2 separate regions of the Sus scrofa genome follow, and region 2 is linked to region 1. Evidence: chromatin contacts called from public Hi-C data. All regions are on one chromosome and are shown on one strand. The core of a region is the stretch at or near the end of the contact, and the rest is flanking DNA. Distances in the headings are between cores, read along the strand shown.

Region 1 (4,839 bases), core at 46-2,545:
GTCTCATTGATGAGCAGAATGGCTTCGTCAAGAAGAATCTGTTTGAAATCAGCTCTTTAACCAACTGCTAAACCACAGAAAGAGAAGCAGACATATGTGCAGAGTAAGACATGCAGATGCTAAATGGAATGCTCGTTAGCAGGTAGGCTCAGACCCCTTCAAATTACATTGCAAGACCAATAAAAACCTGTTGGAAAATAAATAATTCAAAGAGATGGCTCTAGGTGTTTTCTAGAAATAAGCGTGTTATGTTGTTATCATTAGAATCAACATTGCCAGAGCAAGTCTTACACATTAATTAAGCTGGCAACCACTTCTGAGGATAATTTAGGCCATCAGGGAATAGGAATAGGAATAACCTCTAACACCTGTAGGAATTTATGGTGTGCAACACTTTTTCACGTGTAATGTCTTGCGTTGTCCTTACCACAAACCATTGAGATCTACAGGATTTCCATTTAGAATCAAAGAGTCTAAGGTTCAGATTTTAGGTTTCCTGCCTTTAAATCCATTGCTTTTTTTCCCCACTACTCTAAAATGTAATAATAACAATAATACTAATATAAAATAATAACAATGGAAATTAAGGGAGTAACCTGGCAAAGCAGATATACTCCCCCTTCACAACTCTTCCTGGGCCCTGCATGATATATCGGCTTCTTGTCTTTTACAGTAGATGATGAAAAATGAGTTAAAAGTGGATGCCAGTCCTCCCTTCTGAAGGATTACATTTAAGTGCAGCCCATCTAAAGAGTAGGCACGTATTCATTCATCAAACACAAGGACATAGGGCTTTGTCGGCACATGGCGAGGTTTTGTGCAAATTTGAAAAAAGGTGCCTCACCCTCTGAGCTGATGTGGCCCCAGACAAAGACACAGCTACTGACCGGCACAGCACTGGCAGGACTTTAACACCCATTTTGTCCCCCAGACCGGACACCTTTGTCCGGAGCACAAATTGCACAACCAAAAGCAAAGACTCACCCTCCAGAGGAGGAAAAGGCAAATAGATATGGATCATTACAGCAATGTAAATAATATCATCATAGATTTGAGAAAGGTACTTCGAGAGGATTAACTAGACATTCTGCTCAAAATTTTACTCTTAATCCTCTTGTTGAGGTTTGATAGAGCCCAACTAATTGTGTTCTTTTTCCCTGACCCTGGATCCATGGAGAGATAACATTTAAAAATAAGCTGATATTAGAGAATGTGACTTGCAGCCTAGAAGCAAATAGACTTTGTCAGGCTAAACGTCAGAATCAGGCCAACTTACCTACCCTGTCAGTTAGAGGCAATGCTGGATTTCCATGACCTACAACCCGCCTGGACCCATGTGGGGGCCTGGCCACGACAACCTCAATTGCTTCCTGCCAAGTGAATTACGTATCAGAGAAAGAAAGAAGAAAAGGCTGAGAGGCCCATTCCCAGGTCCTGATCCCCAATTCAAAAATTCAAAAGGCCAGGAATTCTAGCAGAGCTTCTCCCACGTAGAAAGAAACATCAGACATGGGGAAGAATTCCCACTCTGCCCCCCCCCCTTTTAATGAGTATGAAGATGTATTCCATTTCTATTCCCAGCACTAGACCACGAGTGGGGACCACATCTGCTCTACTCCCCATTTTTTTTGCCAGTACCCAGCCAGGACTTGCCACATCGCAGGCACTCATTAGCTAGCCTTTTCAAAAACAATGATTAAATGTTGACTGAAAAGCTCAGAAAAGGCTTCCAGAAAGGAAGTGACATTTGAGTTGAGCCTCAAAGAGTCAGTCGCCAAGACAAAACAGTGATGGAAGGGAATTGCAGGGGTTTTCATAGGGGCAGCAGGCTCTGTGAAGAGGGGAAGATGAGAGGTGGCCCAGGAGAAGCCAGATCGTAAAATGTCATGTGTGCCAATCAAAACCGTACTGGAAGACAAAGGAAAATAAACAGGGATGAGCCACGGATTAGCCAAGTGGCGTCTGGGTTACCATGACAGCAGTGGAGACCTTACACATAAGCCCCCTCCAAGCCTCCTATTCAAATGCCCATGGAGCTGCACCAAAAGACACTCATCCCCCATGGAGTGAACAAAAGATGGTAAATCACATGATTTCTAGGAGGCGTCCCACCATCCATGGTATGGAAGGAGAGGCCACTACAAAGTACAATCTAGAGCTTTGTTTCACAGGCTCCACCTTGAGCCAGAATAGCAGAACCCCCAAAAAGCAGATGCCAACACTCTATATACCACTCATGCTGCTTCTCCCTATGGGACCAGAATCCAAAAAAGACAGGCTCTTGCCCCAGCAACCGGGAAACTGTCTTCTGAGCCAGCCAGAGCCCTGATCTTCTTCTCGCTCCTTCACCTATAGATCCTTCTAGAAGGCACTACTCCCAGCATAGACCACGATACCATCTTGGGATACTTGGGTGCACGGCAAATCAAAGGAAGCAGGATTGTGAGAGGGATGCAGCCAAGAGGGAAGAGCAAGGCTGGGGGCAGGTGGTCAGTTCTCACGGCCTTCAGTCCTCAAAGAGCAGGTCCCAAGTGCCTTTAAGTCAGAGGACCAGTCTTGCTCAGGCTTATCCACATTTGAAGAAGGGCAACCTGAGGATGGGGTTTACATACTCCAAGGACACCTCCTGGAATCCACGGGAGAGTAAAAGGCACCAAAGCTGTTTATTTCTCCAGCCCTCTCTGCTGGCAAACTTTAGACTAAGCTAAGCCTCTGTCCATCAAAGGAAAAGCAAACAGAAAGAAAAACTGCCCAGTTCTGGAAAGACTCTGTAGTTTAAAAGAAAAGACCAGTGTGTTAAAGTCTCAAATTAAAACAACACTCTGATAATAATTTTCTAGGACAAATAGGAAGTGTCGAGCGGACATCTATCTCAGCATCCTTCTAATCATAAGAGGGGGACATGAGGAGCAAAGGAACTGAAATGAAGACAAAGGTGAACAGAAGGATGGTTCCTCATGACTCATTTCTCAGATAGGGGTTCAGCACCTGCTATGGGCCAGGCACTGTCCTAGGCAGGATACAGCAGTGAAACACAGCAGATGAAGATCCCTGCCCCCCAGAGCTTCCATTCTAGTGGGGAGAGGGGGGACAGATAATAAACAATAATAATGAATACATTATTTGGTAAATTAAAAGGTGATACTGGCTGGGGGGGGGGAAGAAAGGAAAAGCAGGACAGGGTCGGGGGTTCAGAAGTGCTATGATGTGGGATGGTGGGAACGGAGGAGAGGGGCCAGCAGCCTTGCCGGATGATGCAGAAAGCCCAGCAAAAGTGCACTGTGGACAGGACCAAGAGGGTTGTTTTAAACTGATACAAGGTAAACTCCACGACAAGGGAATCACTCATTTTTATGGACTGGGTGCCTCCGTATTCATACAGTGAGAACTGCCACTGCATCATCTCAGTCCCTCTCGTTTCTCTTTGTATGGTGACAGCCTCCCAGCTGGTCTCCCTACCTTCGCCTTGCCCCTCTCCAATCCCCTCTACCTCTGAGGCCACAACAAGTTGTTACATGCAACCTGTAGGTGTCAGGGGTTGCGATAGCAGAGATTGTACCTGTGCTGCTCCCTTCTGAACGCTCAACACCCAGCCCCAGTGCCTGGCATCTGCTAGACTTTCACGAATGCGTTAGAGTGAATTAGAGAGATGGAGAGGGATGGGAGAAGGGAGGGAGAGAGATGCGGAGAGGAGAGGCAGGAAGGCAGAAAGGCAGAAAGAAAGGAAGAAAGAAAGATGGAGGGAGGGGGGAAGAAAGAAGGATGGAGGGAGGAGGGGAGGAAAAAAAAAGACATGAAAAGAAGAAAGACCCACTTGGAAGAAGCAAGAGCAGAGACCTAGTAAGGTGTTCAGCAGGAGGAAAGGGGTGGAGGAAGATTCCAGGGAGAAGGAGGAGCCCGTAGCTGAGGCTCTAGCGCTCTTTGAGTCTTCTGCTGGGGGAGGGGGGGGGTCTGCTCCTTGGCTCCTAGAAATCTTCCAAGAAACATGGGACAGATCCTCAAAAGGATGGATGGAGCCAAGCCCGAAAGGTCTAGAAAATAAGCCAAATATTTGAAACCAGGACACCCTAAAAATCTAGGAATTCTGGTCCCTTGTCCCCATAACCCACATGGGACAGCTGTACCCAGAATGAGTCCCTAGAGTTCAAAGAGCTCCACCACAGAAGCAAACTAGCTAATCAGCCCCTTCCACCATCATGTCTCCTTTCAGGGGACGTGAATCCCTCGTGAGATTTGGCAGTTTGAAGAGAAGCAGAAACCCCAAGCATCCAGTGGGTGAATAAGGACAGGTTTTGTCACCTTGTGGCCCCCATCACTGCCGTCCAGGACCATCCTCTTGGGGCATCCGCAGAAGCAGGCTGCAGGGACATTTGAGCTCCTTCTCGAGGACAGGAAGAAGGTCACATGCCTCTTCTCGGCTTCACCCGTCCTCCCTTCCCCCATCCCTCCATCCCTCCCTACACACACACACACACACACACACCACCCAACCCCGCTCCTTCTCAACACAAAAACAGCTGTGTTCTCATGGCTGGAATGATATGAGGTCTATTTATTTGGGCTTAAGAAGAAAATGTTTATCATCCACAAATTGAGTGAATAGTTTCCTAGCAACTTCTTGTATAACTGTTATGAAATCACTTTCCGTGCTCTCTCTCTCTCCCCCCGCTGACCTCCCTCCGTCCCTTTCTCTCTCACATCCTCTCCCTGACCACCAAGGATTTTTTTCTATTTTAAATAGCAGAACACATTGAGGGTTTGATTAAAAACTACAAATTTTGGAGTTCCCGTCGTGGCTCAGTGGTTAACGAATCCGACTAGGAGCCACAAGGTTGCGGG
Region 2 (4,884 bases), core at 1,184-3,683, 100 kb before region 1:
CATTCATCTTGATTTATATTTTTTATTTTTTTTTTACTCAGTGAATTATTACATTTGTAGTTGTACAATGATCATCACAATCCAATTTTATAGGATTTCCATCCCACACCCCCAGCACATCCCCCTATCCCCCAAACTGTCTCCTTTGGGGATAATAAGTTTTTCAAAGTCTGTGAGTCAGTATCTGTTCTACAAAGAAGTTCAGTTTGTCCTTTTTTCAGATTCCACATGTCAGCGAAAGCATTTGATGTTAGTGTCTCATTGTATGGCTGACTTCACTTAGCATGATAATTTCTAGGTCCATCCATGTTGCTAAAAATGCTGGTATTTCATTCCTTTTAATGGCTGAGTAATATTCCCTTGTGTATATATACCACATCTTTTTGATCCACTCCTCTGTCGATGGACATGTGGGTTGTTTCCTTGTCTTGGCTATTGCAAACAGTGCTGCGATGAACATCAGAGTACATGTGTCTTTGGGAATCATGGTTTTCTCCGGATAGATGCCCAGGAATGGGATTGCTGGATCAAATGGTAGTTCTCTTTTTAGTTTTCTGAGAAATCTCCATACTGTTTTCCACAGTGGTTGCACCAATTTACAGTCACATCCACAGTGTAATAGGGTTCCTTTTTCTCCACACCCTCTCCGGCACTTATTGTTTGTAGATTTTTTGATGATGGCCATTCTGGCTGGTGATGATGGCCATTCTGGCTGGCCGAATTATATTTTTAAATTTTCAGTCTAACAATAAAATGAACTCTCCCCCTTTTTCCTGTTGATTTTTTGAGGGGTCCAGCTGAGTGTGTTCGTGTGTGTGTGTGTGTGTCTGTGTGTATCTGTGTGTCTCTGTATGTTGGGTTGAGAAGAGATGCTCAGTCTGACTCAAATGAGCTTGAAGGTGAACCTGCCTTCATCTTTATTCTGTGGGCTTAGTGCTGAGGGTATTGGGAGGAGAGACTTGGTGAGAAGAGATGGTCCATGGTGGCTACTGTCTGGGAGCCCCTGGTCCCCTCTGAGGGCATCCAGAAGGCTGAGGCTGCTGAAGGTGACTGGGAAGGTTGGAGCCTGTCCTTTGCTTAGCAGCTTCCTCCTGGCCTCAAGGTGTCCCCGCCCCACTCTGTCCCAATCTAGTGCCCATCTCAGCACGAGACATCTTACCTGCTGAGAGACTGCAGGGTAGAGGATGAATGAGCCCACACGAAGATGCATTTGATGGAAAGGAGAAAAGGAGCAGCCTGGAGGGATGTTTTCCCCTAGTCCAAGATTCTCCCTCAACAAGGAAGCAAGAGCTTTGCCTGAGTGAGGGTCAAGGAGCGGGAGCCCAGAGTGAGGTCGGAGGGAACTGACTGAACTGGGAAAAAGTGCCGGGAGACGTTGAGGGCCATTTACGAAGGAAGGAAGGAATGGTGGCTCCGGCTTCAGCCCCTACATGTGTCTTCCTTAGAAAAGCAGCTTCTTGAAGCATCGGGCTGCAGGTGTCTAGATTCCTTGAGGGCAGAAGATGGATGCATTCAGCTCTGCATGGATCCACGCAGTCACGGAACAAACCCCTGCTGGGCACGTGCTGTGTACCAGGGACTGTGTGGGACTCTGCGGGTACAACTGCGGTGGCAGGAATGATGCCCCTCTCTCATGGACCTTAGGGTCTGATAGGGAAGCAAACAAAAAGCCAACCACCAACCTTCGTGGAGCAGTGGAAACGAATCCGACCAGTATGCATGAGGATGCAGGTTGGATCCCTGACCTTGCCTAGTGGGTTGCAGATCCGGTGTTGCCATGAGCTGTGGTGGAGATTGCAGACGAGGCTCAGATCCCAGAAGGCTGTGGCTGTGGTGTAGGCCGGCGGCTGCAGCTCCCCAGCTGTAGCTCCAGTTCAGCCCCTAGCCTGGGAACTTCCATATGCTTAGAGTGTGGCCCTAAAAAGCAAAAAAAGCCAACCACATTCATAATTAAAGAAACCGACAGAGGAGAGAGGGTACCAGGGCACGCCTTGTGGGGCAGGGTTCAGAGAAGGCCCTGCAGGGGAGCAGGATAAATGAGCAGAGCGTTCAGGTGGGGACGGGGCTGGGGGACATGATGTGTGGAGCCCTGGGGAGAAAGGAGCTCTCAGGGCCAGTGATCCAGGGAGTGTGAAGCAAGACGGATCATCAGAGGGGCAGGACACCAGGTGGGGCCTGGCAGGATTTGGGTTTTATTCTGAGAGTTTTTGGACGTCCCCTTGGGCATCTACCTGATGAGGCTTTCTTCCAAGCAATGGCCAAGGTGCACGTTTTGAAAGCTTTTGCTTAAGGTGACATCTTGTGTCATCTAGACTGTCCCCACGCTCTCATGACTCAGCAGCATATCTGGGAGATGACTGGGGATCAAGGGTCAGGCTGAGCTCAAACATTTTTCTCTTAAGAGAGGCTCACCGCCTTTTGATGCTGACATCAAAGCCACCAGGAGCTTTGTAAACACACAATGGATGCCAGGGCTCCGGCTCAGGCCTCCAGCATCCCTGGGGGTGGGGGTGGGGGGTCAAGGCCCAGATGGCTTTGCGGCCCGGTCAGGGTGGAGCACCCCTGCCTTACAAAGTTCCAGCTCAGTACCTCAGCCTCATAAAAGCCCCCCTCCCACCAAAGACCACATCAAAGATGGGGCCCAGCGAGACTGGCTTTCCCTTGGTTGCTAATGACTTAACCAAAGCCTTTCCCCTGCCCCATCTACCTGCCTCGGGCCTCTTAGGAAAGTAAACCTGACTATCTGTCAATATTTACTCTGTCTGCTGCCCTCAGTGGAAGAAGGGAAAATGGTTTCCACTGTCAAACTGGTGTTTATACAAAGGATTTGTAGGCCTTCTCAGAGCTATGGAAAATCAATCACCCCCAGTTAACCTGCACCCCTAACGAGGTGGTGGCTTTTCTCCCACCATCCTGTCAACCTGTAAGAATTCACATTAACAAGGATCTCACCCCGAATCCTGGGAAACAGATGCTCAGCGTGTAACCCAATCTGAGAAGGTGAAGGTGAAGCCTGCCCTGCTGATTTGGGAGGACAGTGCCGTGGGGCTGGGCCACCTGGGCCCCACTCAGGAGAAACCAGCCAATGCCAAGACCCTTGTGTGGAGTGTTCTCTGGGACCTGGAAAGCTGACCAGCCCATTGTATTTGCTCCAATCAACAGTACGCCCTTGGAGTTCCCATGGTGGCTCAGCAGTAAAGAACCCGACTAGTATCCATGAGGATGCAGGTTCGATCCCTGGCCCTGCTCTGGCGTTGCCGTGAGCTGTGGTATAGGTCACAGACATGGCTCAGATCTGGCATTGCTGTGGCCATGGCCGGCAGCGGCAGCTCCGATTGGACCCCTCGTTGAGAACTTCCATATGCCATGGGTGCAGCCCTAAATAGACCAAAAACAACAACCCCAAAACCCCCAGTATGCCCAGTGTTGCTTCCGGACAGGGCTCTGCTATGGTGGCATCAAAAAGGAATTGCGATTCAGCTTGCTGGAACCTCGCCTTGCTCAGAAGGCAGGCACTCCTGAGAGGTGGCCGGCTTGCTCCCCGGGGAGCGCAGAGTAGCACGGGAACACCGGGCAGCTCCAGCCGGCTTCCATAGTTGCAGTCACAGCCACGTGGTGTTGGACATCCAAGCCCCCTGGGACAGACACACTGAAAAGCCATTTGCCGGGCTCCAGAGGAAAAACAAATTTGATCGCTGCCTTTGTTGTTCCAAAGAGGCTTGGGTTTTATGGGTCAATCCGAGGGGCACAAGCAAGCACATTTGAGAAAGAGCTTCAGGGGCCACTTACACGCCACGGACAGTGCAGCCCAGACGTGCTGCCCCGGCTCCCACCACGTGCCCGTGCGGAGCCAGACGCCAAGAGGTGAACCAAGGCTGCAAAACATCAGTGGGTCAGCTCATCACAGCCCTAGGAGGAGCTCAGGCTTGTCCCCTCGCAGAAGAATGGAGGAATCTGGTCTGGGCAAGGCTGACTCCTGATGGAGAATGAAAGGACAGGGAAGGGGGGAGGGGGTGGGAAGGAGAGAGAGGGAGGGGTTATTTTAACGTGGACCTAATTGTATGCATTTAGATCTTTATAGACGGTAACTCATTGAGTCCTCCTGACTCAGCCCTCTTCGATGAACCCTGCTGTCTTTAAAATGGGGATGATATTAGAACCCACCCCGAGGGCTGTCCTTACATAGAATCTCAATAAAATAGTACGTGGAATATGCATAGAAAAGTCGGAGCATGCAGTATGTGCTCAATAGTGTCTGTACTTATTACTACTACTGCTACTTTTACTAGCCCTATTTTACAGAAGAGGAGACTGAGGCTTGAAGGGGATTAGCCCGAGGTCATGTGGGCAGTGAGCAGCCCAAGGTCACATGGGCAGTGAGCAAAGCCAGCATCAGAAGCCAGGTCTCCAGCTCTGGAGACTGAGCCCCCCTGTCTATAAAGGTCTGCTCTGCATTAACTGTATGGGATGAGGCCCTCGCTTAGTAGGACTGTGTGGGCTTCGTCCTGTGCTGTTCCCACGCGCATCCCACGTGGAGTTCAGTGTACTTCATCAGGTGGTCCAGCCTTTCCTGTTCTCCAGAAATAAGTGGCCCTGCTCTGAGCATCTGTGTGTCCCAGGCCTGTTCTCCAGGCCACTCCTGGGATGTCCACAGACTTACCTCTCCTCCCAGGGGGCCCTTGGCTTGGGGACGCAGGGAACTGGGAGCCCTCACCTCCTGAAACTTGGGCTTCCTCCCTTCCTAACCTGTGGAGCTGGCCCCTGGCTGGGCCTCCCTGAGAGGCCTAGCAGCTGTCACCCCTTCATGGGGGGACCCACTCAGGCCTCTGGTCACCTTTTCCCCTGTCATTGAACACCGGTATATTCTTTTGTTGCTGCTAACAA

Evidence for each region. A called contact is a pair of places that touch in the nucleus more often than the background predicts.
Region 2: a contact with region 1 is called in a Hi-C map of liver, with 1.8 times the contacts expected there. A contact is called at or near these places in 4 of 47 Hi-C or Micro-C datasets (embryonic fibroblasts, liver and skeletal muscle).

The regions. Positions count from the first base shown.
Region 1 is chr5:14,226,862-14,231,700 of Sscrofa11.1, reverse strand. It overlaps LOC110260653 (a long non-coding RNA gene), which reads right to left and starts at 4,810. Exons shown (of 2, transcript XR_002343922.1): 1 at 4,300-4,810.
Region 2 is chr5:14,331,635-14,336,518 of Sscrofa11.1, reverse strand. All of the region lies in intron 2 of LOC106507478 (a long non-coding RNA gene), which reads left to right. Among named protein-coding and RNA genes, the nearest start is that of NUAK1, 240 kb to the right of the region's middle.